Linked DNA regions of Mus musculus: region 1 is linked to region 2. A link is a contact called in public Hi-C data. All regions are on one chromosome and are shown on one strand. Each heading gives the region's core, a stretch centred on a gene start, on an enhancer-like site or on the middle of the called end of the contact. The rest is flanking DNA. Distances are from core to core; before and after follow the strand shown.

Region 1 (5,484 bases), core at 893-3,392, 93 kb after region 2:
GAGAGCAGAAGCCTCAGTGTGGACAGTAGTGTAAGACGAGAGGGAAAACACTTTGCTTTGCTTAAACATGGAAATACTCTCAGATTTGTGTGTAACCCCATGCCTCCAACCAGACCTAGTCTTCCAATTCACATTTCTCAATGCAGGTCATCATTGCCGACGTGATGTGAATTTCCTGTAACGTGACCTCATGTGTGTCTGTTCTTTATGTATGTTACAAGACTTGAAGACAAAGACAGTAACATACATTTCTAAACATGGCCACCACCACTTAGCAACAGCAACAGAGAGTGGGCATTCAGCACATGCTTGTTACTTAATCCCACATTAAAATACAGCATAAAGCAGATCCCTACTACCATTTTACAGTAAAACTCCTTCAACTGAGCTGCTCAGATTAAAGTGGCCATGGTGGCAGGTAATGCAGAACAATTAGTCAGGTTTGAGCAGCATGCGTGCTTACTATACATCATTGTTGGTCATAGTGCTGGCAAAGGAAGCCTGCTTAATAAAGGAGCATGTAGAGAATTGAGTAAGGAAGATGGCCTGCCTATGTATGGAGCTACAATGTGACTTCATCCTCTGTCTCCCACAGTTCTGTGAAATTCCTTCTTCTCCTTCTTCTTCTCCTCCTCTTCCTCCTCCTCCTCCTCCTTCTTCTTCCCTTCTCATTTTCGTTCTCCTTCTTCTTTTACATTTGTTTAGTGTGTGTGTTTTACCATGTATCCCTCCCCCCCCCTGTGTGTGTGTCTATCTGTATCTGTATCTGTGTGTGTGTGTGTCTGTGTGTGTGTGTCTGTGTGTGTGTGTGTGTGTGTGTGTTACATGTACATGGAGCTTGAAGGATTCGGTTTTCTACTTCCACTGTGTGGGGTTTGGGGATTGAACTCAGGTCATTGGGTTTAGAAGCAAGCACCTATGTCTTCTGAGCCGTCTGCCAGGCAAGTTTTGTGAAGTTTCTTACTACAGACTGGGTATGGAGATGCACATCTATATCATGCCAGCACTCCAGAGTCTCAAGCAGAATTGTAAGTTCAGTACCATCCTATGCTGCGTGATGAGTTTTAGGCTAGCCTAGGATCCTGCCGTAAAGCCAACACACAAAATAAAGTTGCTTTAGATTGCAGCTATTGTACCTTCTGGGAGGAAAGGAGCTAGAGTTTCCAACTTCAGTCCCCTCTTCCTCTCACAACATGTTTGTGTTTTCAGGCCTGATTGTCAGTTTTGAACATATGCAGAAAATGTGGCTTTGGTATATATTTGGGTTCAATCCACTAACCAGTTGGTTTTTTCCTAGACAGTGGTTTAAGGTTCAGGAGTAGGTTTTAGCCTTAGGTTTTTGTTGAATACAGAGACCCTACTTTATGATAACCTTGCATAATTAATTTGAATATTTTTCACTGTTGCCCAAAGATCGTTAAACAGTTTTATCACTTTAGATCCAGCTGCCATTTGCATGGATTTTCTTTCACTGTTCTGTCTGTTTTGATAGCTCTCCCAGTTCCTTGCATTGCAAAGATAAGCGAATTTATGCCTTTGTGTGTGCTTACAGTTTGGCCCTTAACCAAAGAGATCTCTTTTTAAGTCTTTTGTTTGAACAGATGTGTAAACAAAACATTGCTGCTTCAGACTTCACAGTTTAAGGCTTGATGAAAACAGAAACTGAAAGAACACTTGATTTGTATTCTTCGTGGCATACTTGGTGTGATCAGGATGATGGAGAGGCAGGGCCACACATGATGGTGACCTTAGAGTGTGCTTAGAACTGTTTAGCTTTGGGAACAAGTTGTAGGCCCCAGACTTTACTGGCATAGGCAGGCCCTCAGTTCATCTTAGAACCAGCTTTCTGAGTTCAGCCTTCTACCATCATGACTTTCCACTGCCTTTGAAAATCTCCACTTAGTTCCAGTTTCCCATTACTGGCTAACCACCTGGATTTAGGACATCAGTATGACTGGTATCCACTTTTCTTGTGTGCCCTAAAAGGAACCAGCGCCATAGCCAGATCCATTCCTCATCTACCTAGTCAAAGATTTCACTAGTTCCTGGTAACCTGCCACAGACAGGCTATCCTGTCTGTGCACCACTGTGAGCAGCCTTCCTCTGCAATGTGTAGGATGAGGTGAGCTGGGGAGATTCTGTGTGCTGGCTATGGATGTGTCTCCAGAATTAGTCCCAAGAGAGATTATCCATAATACCTTTTCTGTAAAATAGAAACTAGAGGCTTGTCTTAGTTTGGGTTTTATTGCTGTGAGGAGACACCATGACCACAGCGACACTTACAAGGGAAAACATTTAATTAGAGCTGGCTTACAGTTCAGAGGTTTAGTTCATGATTGTCACAGTAGGTAGCATGGCAGCATCCAGCATCGAAGAGTGTTCTATATCTGGATCTGCAGGCAGCAGGAAGAGAGAAACCCCAAAGCCCAGTGACACTTTCTCAAACAAGGCCACACCTCCCAGTAGTACCCATCCCTATGGGCCTAGAGGGGCCATTTTCATTTAAACCACAAGGCTCTTCATGATTATCTTCAAAAGTTAGCATCACGGTGGCAAGCTTGTATAACCACAAGGCCGAAGCAAAAGTACCCAAGTTCAAGGCCAGCTTGGACTACATCATTAGTTCTAAGGCCTCCTGCAGCTATACTGAAAACCCTTGTGTTTAAAAAGAAAAGAAGAAAACAGAAAAAAAAAAACCCACAGTTCTTTACTCTCCTGGATTTTAAACTCTTGATACATTTGTTACAGGATGTGGTTATGAGAGGGCCTTTCCCTGTCAAATTCTCATTTCTATGTAAGAACCTTTCTTTAGCAGTTTACCTTCAAATTTATATTACATTTTAATTAATGTTAATAAAAGGAGGTTTTGGGTTTTTTTTAATAAATATTCCCTGAACTATACAGTGCTGTTTTCTAATATACACATTCCATATGTGGCCGAATAAACAGAAAAATGCAAATGTGATCATAGAGCTGTAAGGTAGAAGGATTCCTTCCTTTGAAAGTATACTGACATTAAAGATTGCTATCTACAGTTTTCTTAAGCTTTTCATATTGGAAAATCTGTAGCTTTTTTTTTTTAGTTGAGTCTGCACTGAAAAACTGTTGCTTGAGTAAAAGTAAGGCCCTTGACTTAGGTCTATTGCTTTGAATTACAGATCATGTACTTTACTAAAGGAATGATGGCTAGTGAGACAGCTTAGCAAGCAGGTAAAAGCCAGCAACCCTGGGACCTTGTGATAGAAAAAAGAACTGACTCTGAAAGTTGTCCTTTGACCTCCACACACATGCCTTGGCATGTGAGTACAAAATAAATAAATGAATGTAAAAAGAATACTAAAAAGATAAGATCCAGATTATCCAAGGACATTTGACTGTTTCATATTGTTACAGGATGATAAATAACTTTCATGGTATATAACCAATGTAAGCCTAAAACTATAGTAAGAAGTGAGTTGTTCAGAATTATGACTGATAAGACCTAGTGTGGACTCATTTATTTTCTCAAGTTTTGCTTTGGAGATTTTATTTGTGTGTGTGGTTTTGTTTGTTTTGTTTTGTTTTGTTTTGTTTTTTCTTCCTAAGTGTGAAAGGGTTGATTTGAGTTTCAGATTTGTACAACATGCATAAGATTCAACTGGGCATGCTCTTATGTAGCGTGAGAGAGAAGGGCAGGTGCACAGTGAACACATCCCTACACAAGTGCCTTCTTAGTTCCTGTCCTCACGTGTCTTTTATAATTTAAAAATCACAAGTCATGAATATATGCATTAGTCTGCCTTAAATAGCAGTTTTATATTTTGAAGCACATTTTATAGGTAAATCCGAAAAATCAATAATGATTCAATAGCCTTATCAAAGCTATTGCAAAGCAATTATTTATGGAGGTTTTGAAGTAAACAATTTCCAAATTTAGTGTTTGATTATTGGTAGATAGGAAGACTGGTTTGGCCAACCTACGTCAGAGCAATTTCCTTTGTAGAAGGGTTTTATATAGATTAACTTTTATATACTGAAGTTTAATTTTAATGGCAATCATCTTTGTAAAGACAGTACACTGTATTTAAAGTTTTAGTGATATAAGTAAGACTAGGGTCCACATAATTAGCTTAGCCTACTGTCTACCTTTTTGTTTTAGTCTAAAAGTCTAAAGGTACAGGAGTTTTCCCTTATTTTCCCACTTCCAACTGACTGTTCCATGTAGACTCCACAGTCCAAAGAAGGGCGAGATGTTCCTTAGTGCTTATTAATTAGAGTTATTACTTTACTGTCCTCTGGTAAGTTCACCTTTATGAGTAGCCTCCTGGTTTTTATTCAGTACATCTTTTCATCGGTTTTATTTAACTTTGTGTTTATATTGAGGAATGATTGCTGCATTTCCTAAATTTGTGTAGTAAGTTTTATTTTTTAACAAAGATTCTAAAAGTTAGATTTGTTCTTTTTAGTACAGATAGTATAGTGAACATGCCTAACAGTGCTGCATAGTTTATGGGAGTGGTCCTCAACTAGAAACTACCAAGTGACTGGCTGTTGGAAGTGGGATGTTCTCTAACGTAAGAGCTTAACAGAAATTATCTCACTCAATCTACAGTAAACAAGGGTCTTACTTTCATAGTTCCTTTCTTGTTTTTACTATAACCATACTTAGAACTCAGAATTTTATTATATGTAATAGCAGCTTCCAAACCATTAGTATGTTAGTGCCTTCACCTTGAGAAAGTACTTCAATAATGAAAATGTTTTTTATTAATTTTTCTTTTGAGATGATTTAATTTTCTTTTTCTTTTGAGCCAAGGTTTTGTTGCATAGCTCAGGCTGGCCACAAATTCACAACCCTCCTACCTGTACTCCTGAGTGCTGGAACTATAAGTGTGCACCACCATGCCCAGCTTCAAGTCAAGATGCTGCTGCTACTGCTGCTGCTTCGTCTTCGTCTTCTTCTACTCCTTCTTCTTCCTCTTCCTTTTCCTCCTCCTCCTCTTCCTCGTCATCATCATCATCATCAACTCATGTGTATGAGTGTTTTTCATGCATGTCTGGTGCACACACAGGTCAGAAGATGGTATTAAATCTCCTAGAACTGGAGTTATGGATGGTTGTGAGCCACCTCGTGGGTGCTGGGAATCAGAGCCAAGTCCTCTTCAAGAGCAGCGACTACTCTTGACTACTGAGCCATCTCTCCAGTCCCCTACTCTTGATATTTTTAAGCAGCTGCGTTAGTTACTTTTATTGTCACTGTAACAAAATACATGACAGAAGCAACTTAACAGGAGACATATTTTGGCTCAGAGCCTCAGTTGTCATGATGGGAAGGCATGTCAGAGTTCGTGGCAGCAGAAATGTGTGGCAAGTCAGGAAGAGGGGGATCAAAAACAGGGCCAGGCTCTAACCCTTAAGGCAAACCCTAATAGTCTATGTCTGTCAGCAAAGCCTACATTCCAACGGTTCCACAGCTTCCTCAGACAGTGTCACCAGCTGGGGACC
Region 2 (5,176 bases), core at 326-2,825:
GACTGAGTAGACCAGTAAGTACTACTCCACAACCTCTGCTTTAGTTCCTGCTTCCAAGTTCCAGCTCTGAGTTCTTGCCTTGGCTTCCTTCAATGGTAAGACCGTGATTGGGATATATAAACACATTTTGACTTAGAACTTCCAAGATTGCTTTTGGTAATGGATCACCATTACCATAATGGTATTCCCATTATCATAGCACAGAAACCAAACTAAGACATCTTAAACAAGAAGACTTATGTCTAGAGAACACAACCTACTAGATATAAGCAAAACTGCAACTCCCAGGGCTGAAGTAGGAAACCAGGCTCATAAACATGATAAATCCACCAGTATAGATGAGTCTGGAAATTAGGAGCTCCAAGCGGTCAAGCACACTTGTGTGTGTTTTATGTCTTTAAGTCTTTACCAGAGAACCTTGATTCTCACAGTGAGGCTGAAGGAAGTTCCTGTGTGCTTCAACAGAAAGCCTAAAATGAGTCAGAGCACTCATAAGGCCTGTCTCAAGAGAGATCATTTGCCAGAGCCCAGATGCAGGCTTGGTAGAACCTAACTGTCTAGGAGAAGGAATACATCCATTATTATACCTCTGTAGACATTCTGACCATCTAAGCATGGGGCATTTCTGAAAAGCACTGCATGGTCACAGCCTGGGTGCGCACTGGCTCACCAGAAGACAGCACAGCACAGTGGACCACAGATAGCTTTTACAATACCTTCATTACAATAAAGGACCATTTTTTTCTTTTTCTTTTTTACTTTTCTTTCTTTTATTTTATATTAAAGGACTATTTCATGACAGGCTTTCAACAAAAACAAAGTAACAAGCTACATTAAAAAGCAAAATATAAAACTATGTGCATGCATGCATATATAAAGTCCCAAACTAAAACAACAAAACCTCCAAACATGGATCCGGAATAGGCACTATCACCAAATTCAGACATGGTTGGATACTGGGATCAGCAGCTTGAAAACTTAAAGCAACCATGTAGAAATGTTTTAAGGCTCTCACAAAAAACCATCAATTATCACGTAAGAACAAATAGCTAATGCAAGCAGAAAGGGAGGTCCTAAGAATGAATCAGAGATGAAAAATCGAAGCAAAAATGAATACATTTCACAGGCTTACCTCTTGACAGAACTGAGCTTAAGGCCATAACAATAGAAAGCTCAAAATAATATGGAAAAGATTGAAATAAAATCACACAGCTATCCAGCAACTGTGGATGATCCACAGAAGATGTGATGTATGCATGGGGAGCATAAGAAAAAGAGAAAGGGAAAGAGGCGGTGTTGGAAGCCAAAGGGACTGTTCTTTGTGTGCCTGTACACTGAGCATCTGCACACATAGTGACATTCTTGGAAACAAGAGGAAAACATAACCATCCGCTCTCAGATGTATCTCTGAGGAAAAGATGCTCTGCTTTCCCTGCCTGACTTATCAATTTATCAGCCTCTGGGCAGTGTATTGACCATGGAGGGAAAGCTCCCCTCCTTACTCTACTGATCAAGCTTTGCAACTTCTGGAAAGTCCACTTTAGATGCTCCCTGTATGACTCAGTGCCGTGCTCACTGCTGATAAATAATCTCATTATGACTCTCCACTTTGACAACTTTTAGTAGAAGAAATGAGTTGCTATGTAGATGTTTCCTTCAGGTGATTTCTCCTCAATTATAATTAGTAAGTCTACTCTGAGAAAGTTTCCTTCTGAAAATTACAACGTTTGTCCATCAATGCCAAGTGCTTGTTTTTGCCAGTCTCTGTCCCTCAGAAGACCAGTGACTACGATTTTCTATCGTAACAGGAGTTTTTAAAAGATGTCCTTTTTTTAGTGATCCAGAGTTTATGTGTGTTTCCAATTTTACGAGGAGGAGGAAGCTGAAAAGCTGCCATGTGCCTGGTGTGTCTGAGTGCAGTCGAATGAAAGACAGACTTTGATGTGTGATGTGGAAAGCAGCTTCTGTTGAAGGTAACTTGAAAGCCAGTAGTTATATTGGGTTGCCATATGTCATTTAGCTCATGTAAAACCTTTTGTAGAAATTGAATCCCATTGTGAGGTAGTAAGAGAGTAGAAACAATCTGATTCTGTTGTTGGAGGTGGAGCCTTGGTGAAGTGATTAGAGTCAGATGAAGCCATTAGGGTGGAGACTCTGACCTAATGCTGGCAGCTTTATAGAAAGAGGGAGAGACTAGTTCTCTCTCTCTCTCTCTCTCTCTCTCTCTCTCTCTCTCACACACACACACACACACACACACACACACACACACACACACATACACACACACAAACACACATGTTTCTCAACATGTGCTACCCTGCACCATCTAGATGCTGCCAGCAAGAAAGCTTTCACCAGATACAGCTCCTTGACCTTGGACCAGAACTGTGAGCCACAGTAAGCATTTTTCCCTCCATTCCTCTCTTCTACTGTCCATCTCCCTTTCCCACTTCTCTTTTCAGACCAGATTCGACTGTACAGTCCAGGCTGGCCTTGTGATCCCTATACCCCAGTCTCCCAAATAATTGGGGTGCATCTCTGCCTAGTTCTTAACTTCTTTTTATTACTAACTTAACTATGGTATTTTATTATTAGCAATAGAAGAGAGATTAAAACATAGGTTTTCTATTCTCAGTTGCCTGGGGAATCTTGTATTTAATTCTGGTACATTTGCAAGCAGATATAGATCGTCTGAGCACTTGGGGAGTGCCAGAGAGTACAAGTATAAGACAAAGCTATGAGGGACTAGGACTGAGCATTGGCAGACGATCCTAGGGCTTGTTGGAAATTACAGTGAACTATGAGAGATTTTCAAAGCACATATTAAAAGACAGACATGGTGGTGCACATCTGTAATCCCAGCACTTGGGCGGCTGAGGCAGGATTACAGGTTCAGGGCCAGCCTTGCCACATAGTGAGATCTTGTCTTTAAAACAAAGATTGAAAGTGAAGGGGCAGAGTAAAAAGAAACATACAAGGGGTAGTAGAATAAAAGGAAACACAGAGGAAGATGAACATGACTAAAAACAAAATAAGTGAGTGCTGCGTGTGAAATTAATAATAACATTTTAACACAAATTACTTAGTTTTTAATAATTTGTGTTAAATTTAGGCCATAGCAGATAACTCAGTTGATGCATAAACCTTATTATAAAGGCACATGGCTGCCTTTTGCCAAATTCTCCAAATAAGCAGCTTCTCCTCCATCACTCTATTAACTCCTAGGTGAACCAGTGCCGACTGCAGCTGTAGAGAGAGCAGTACTGCCACCACCACTCAGCAGACAGATTCTCCAGCCCAGTGTTTTACCCTCACATTGAACAGGTAGAACATGCTGCTTGGGAGTCTATCTCAGCCTGCGCTCTAAAAATACAGCAGTGGGAAGCATTCTGCACTCACCACTGTACTACAGAGATGCCCAGACACAAGTTCAATGTGACCCTCAACTACTCCGGTAAGTTCATCTACTTCTTTGCTATGTTACTGAAGCCGTACAGTGGTTACTCAAGGCATTCCGCTCATGAAACCTGTTAGCTGTCACTAGCTCAGAACTTCAACTCAATCTTCTTCTAAGGTTTTGTAAAGGCTCAAAACCTTTAACATTGAAAATAATTAAAAACATACTGACCTTCATGAACATAAAGGTATATGGTCCTCTAGAGTATTTGCATCCTCTTCATCCTGAGAATACAAGCTATTTAGACATGCAGGTAACTGATATTTTAAGGCTAACTGCCTAAGTTTTAAGGATTTAGTTACTTTCATGGACTTCTATTTAGAAGTGACTAACTTGCTTGTACAGGGTGCTGTCTCATTTTTTTTATTCTGTATTAATTGTACAGAATGGCGGGCTTCATCCTAGTATCCGACTCATGGAGGGCATTTTATTCCTCTTAACCCTCTCACCTCCTGGTCATTGGCTATTCACCTTAGCTGGAGATCTGAGCTTAGCTCTGTATCTTTCATAAAGAGAATTTCTTCAGAGCTTTTCTAGACATTCTGGAACTATCTTATAAGAAATGATTTTATATTTTCCCCAGATTTTGACTGTAAATATTTTTTATTTTATTTTTTACTGTAAACATTTTTACTATGTCAAAAAATGGAAAGACAAAACAACAAACCACAACCAAAGGCTCACATCATCACATCTCTACCATCTAAATTCAAACATTATATACTAAAAAATAAATATTTTTTCATGTGTGCCTGTGTGTGAACATGTATGCTTAGTGGTGCTATGTGAAAATGAATTGCAGACTTTCTGACACTCTACCCTAAATTTCAGGAGCAGCTTCTAAAAATTGGGTGTTCTGCTGTGTAATTACTAATAGTTTTGTAATGTTATCTACTCCCCAGCCACAGTCAACTTTCCTCCAGTGTCTGTAATGCACTTTATAAAGTAAACAGTGTGATATTCCTTAAAAAGTCAAGTTTTAGATACTGGCTTTTATCTTTTTGTCTCAGTCTCTTTTAATTTAGAACAATGCTCTCTCCAGTACTGAAGCACACAATGCTCTCTCACATATATTTTGTTTATGATACTGAATTCGTAAATCACGGCTTTATTTTGTATGATTCACATTCCAATGATTTGATTATTTTGTCATCATGTCATTGGATTGGTTTACCTCTTGGGTATGTTTTGTATGAATTCTAAGCTGAGTCTTCTAGATCTGTCTTAAATACTTGCTTTTACTGACAGCCATTTTGACCAACATTTTAAAAAAAATCATTGCATGTAAATAAGACCCTTATCCAGCAAAAATCTTTATGTTTCTTAACATACAAGTGCAACATTACACATGGCTTCTTCCATGCCGAATGATTTGTTAGCAAAATATGTAGCAATAAGTCAAGTAGTGAGTTGCATTGTTTATATGCAAACTCTTTGTATTATTTTAAGACATCCTTTTTTCCCTTCTTATTGAGAATTTGGTATTCTACATTAAAATGATTCTTTACATTTTAAAAAATTATTTGTGTATGTGGTGGTGGTGGTGGTGTGTGGCAGATAGAGGGCAGAGGATAGTTTATGGATTTTGGTTTGCCCTGTCCACTATGTGGGTTGTAGGAGTCCCCTCAGGTTGTCAGGCTTGGTGCCAAAAGACTTTAATTCAGTGGATCATCTCACCAGCCTTCAAAAATGAATGATTCTTTTCCTGTTAGGAGG

The links. A called contact is a pair of places that touch in the nucleus more often than the background predicts.
Region 1: a contact with region 2 is called in a Hi-C map of regulatory T cells, with 2.8 times the contacts expected there. The contact joins two enhancer-like sites. A contact is called at or near these places in 2 of 484 Hi-C or Micro-C datasets (Th1 cells and regulatory T cells) and 3 of 9 other capture datasets (adipose tissue, liver and pancreatic islet).

The regions. Positions count from the first base shown.
Region 1 is chr13:63,884,134-63,889,617 of GRCm38.p6, forward strand. All of the region lies in intron 17 of Ercc6l2 (excision repair cross-complementing rodent repair deficiency, complementation group 6 like 2), which reads left to right. Among named protein-coding and RNA genes, the nearest start is that of Gm46423, 20 kb to the right of the region's middle. Within about 2 kb of position 2,143, at least 43 of the 459 cell types and tissues checked have an H3K27ac peak or open chromatin away from gene starts, as enhancers often do. A contact at or near this core is called in Th1 cells and regulatory T cells, where this site is marked.
Region 2 is chr13:63,791,971-63,797,146 of GRCm38.p6, forward strand. No RefSeq gene overlaps it. Among named protein-coding and RNA genes, the nearest start is that of Ercc6l2, 21 kb to the right of the region's middle. Within about 2 kb of position 1,576, at least 15 of the 459 cell types and tissues checked have an H3K27ac peak or open chromatin away from gene starts, as enhancers often do. A contact at or near this core is called in Th1 cells and regulatory T cells, where this site is marked.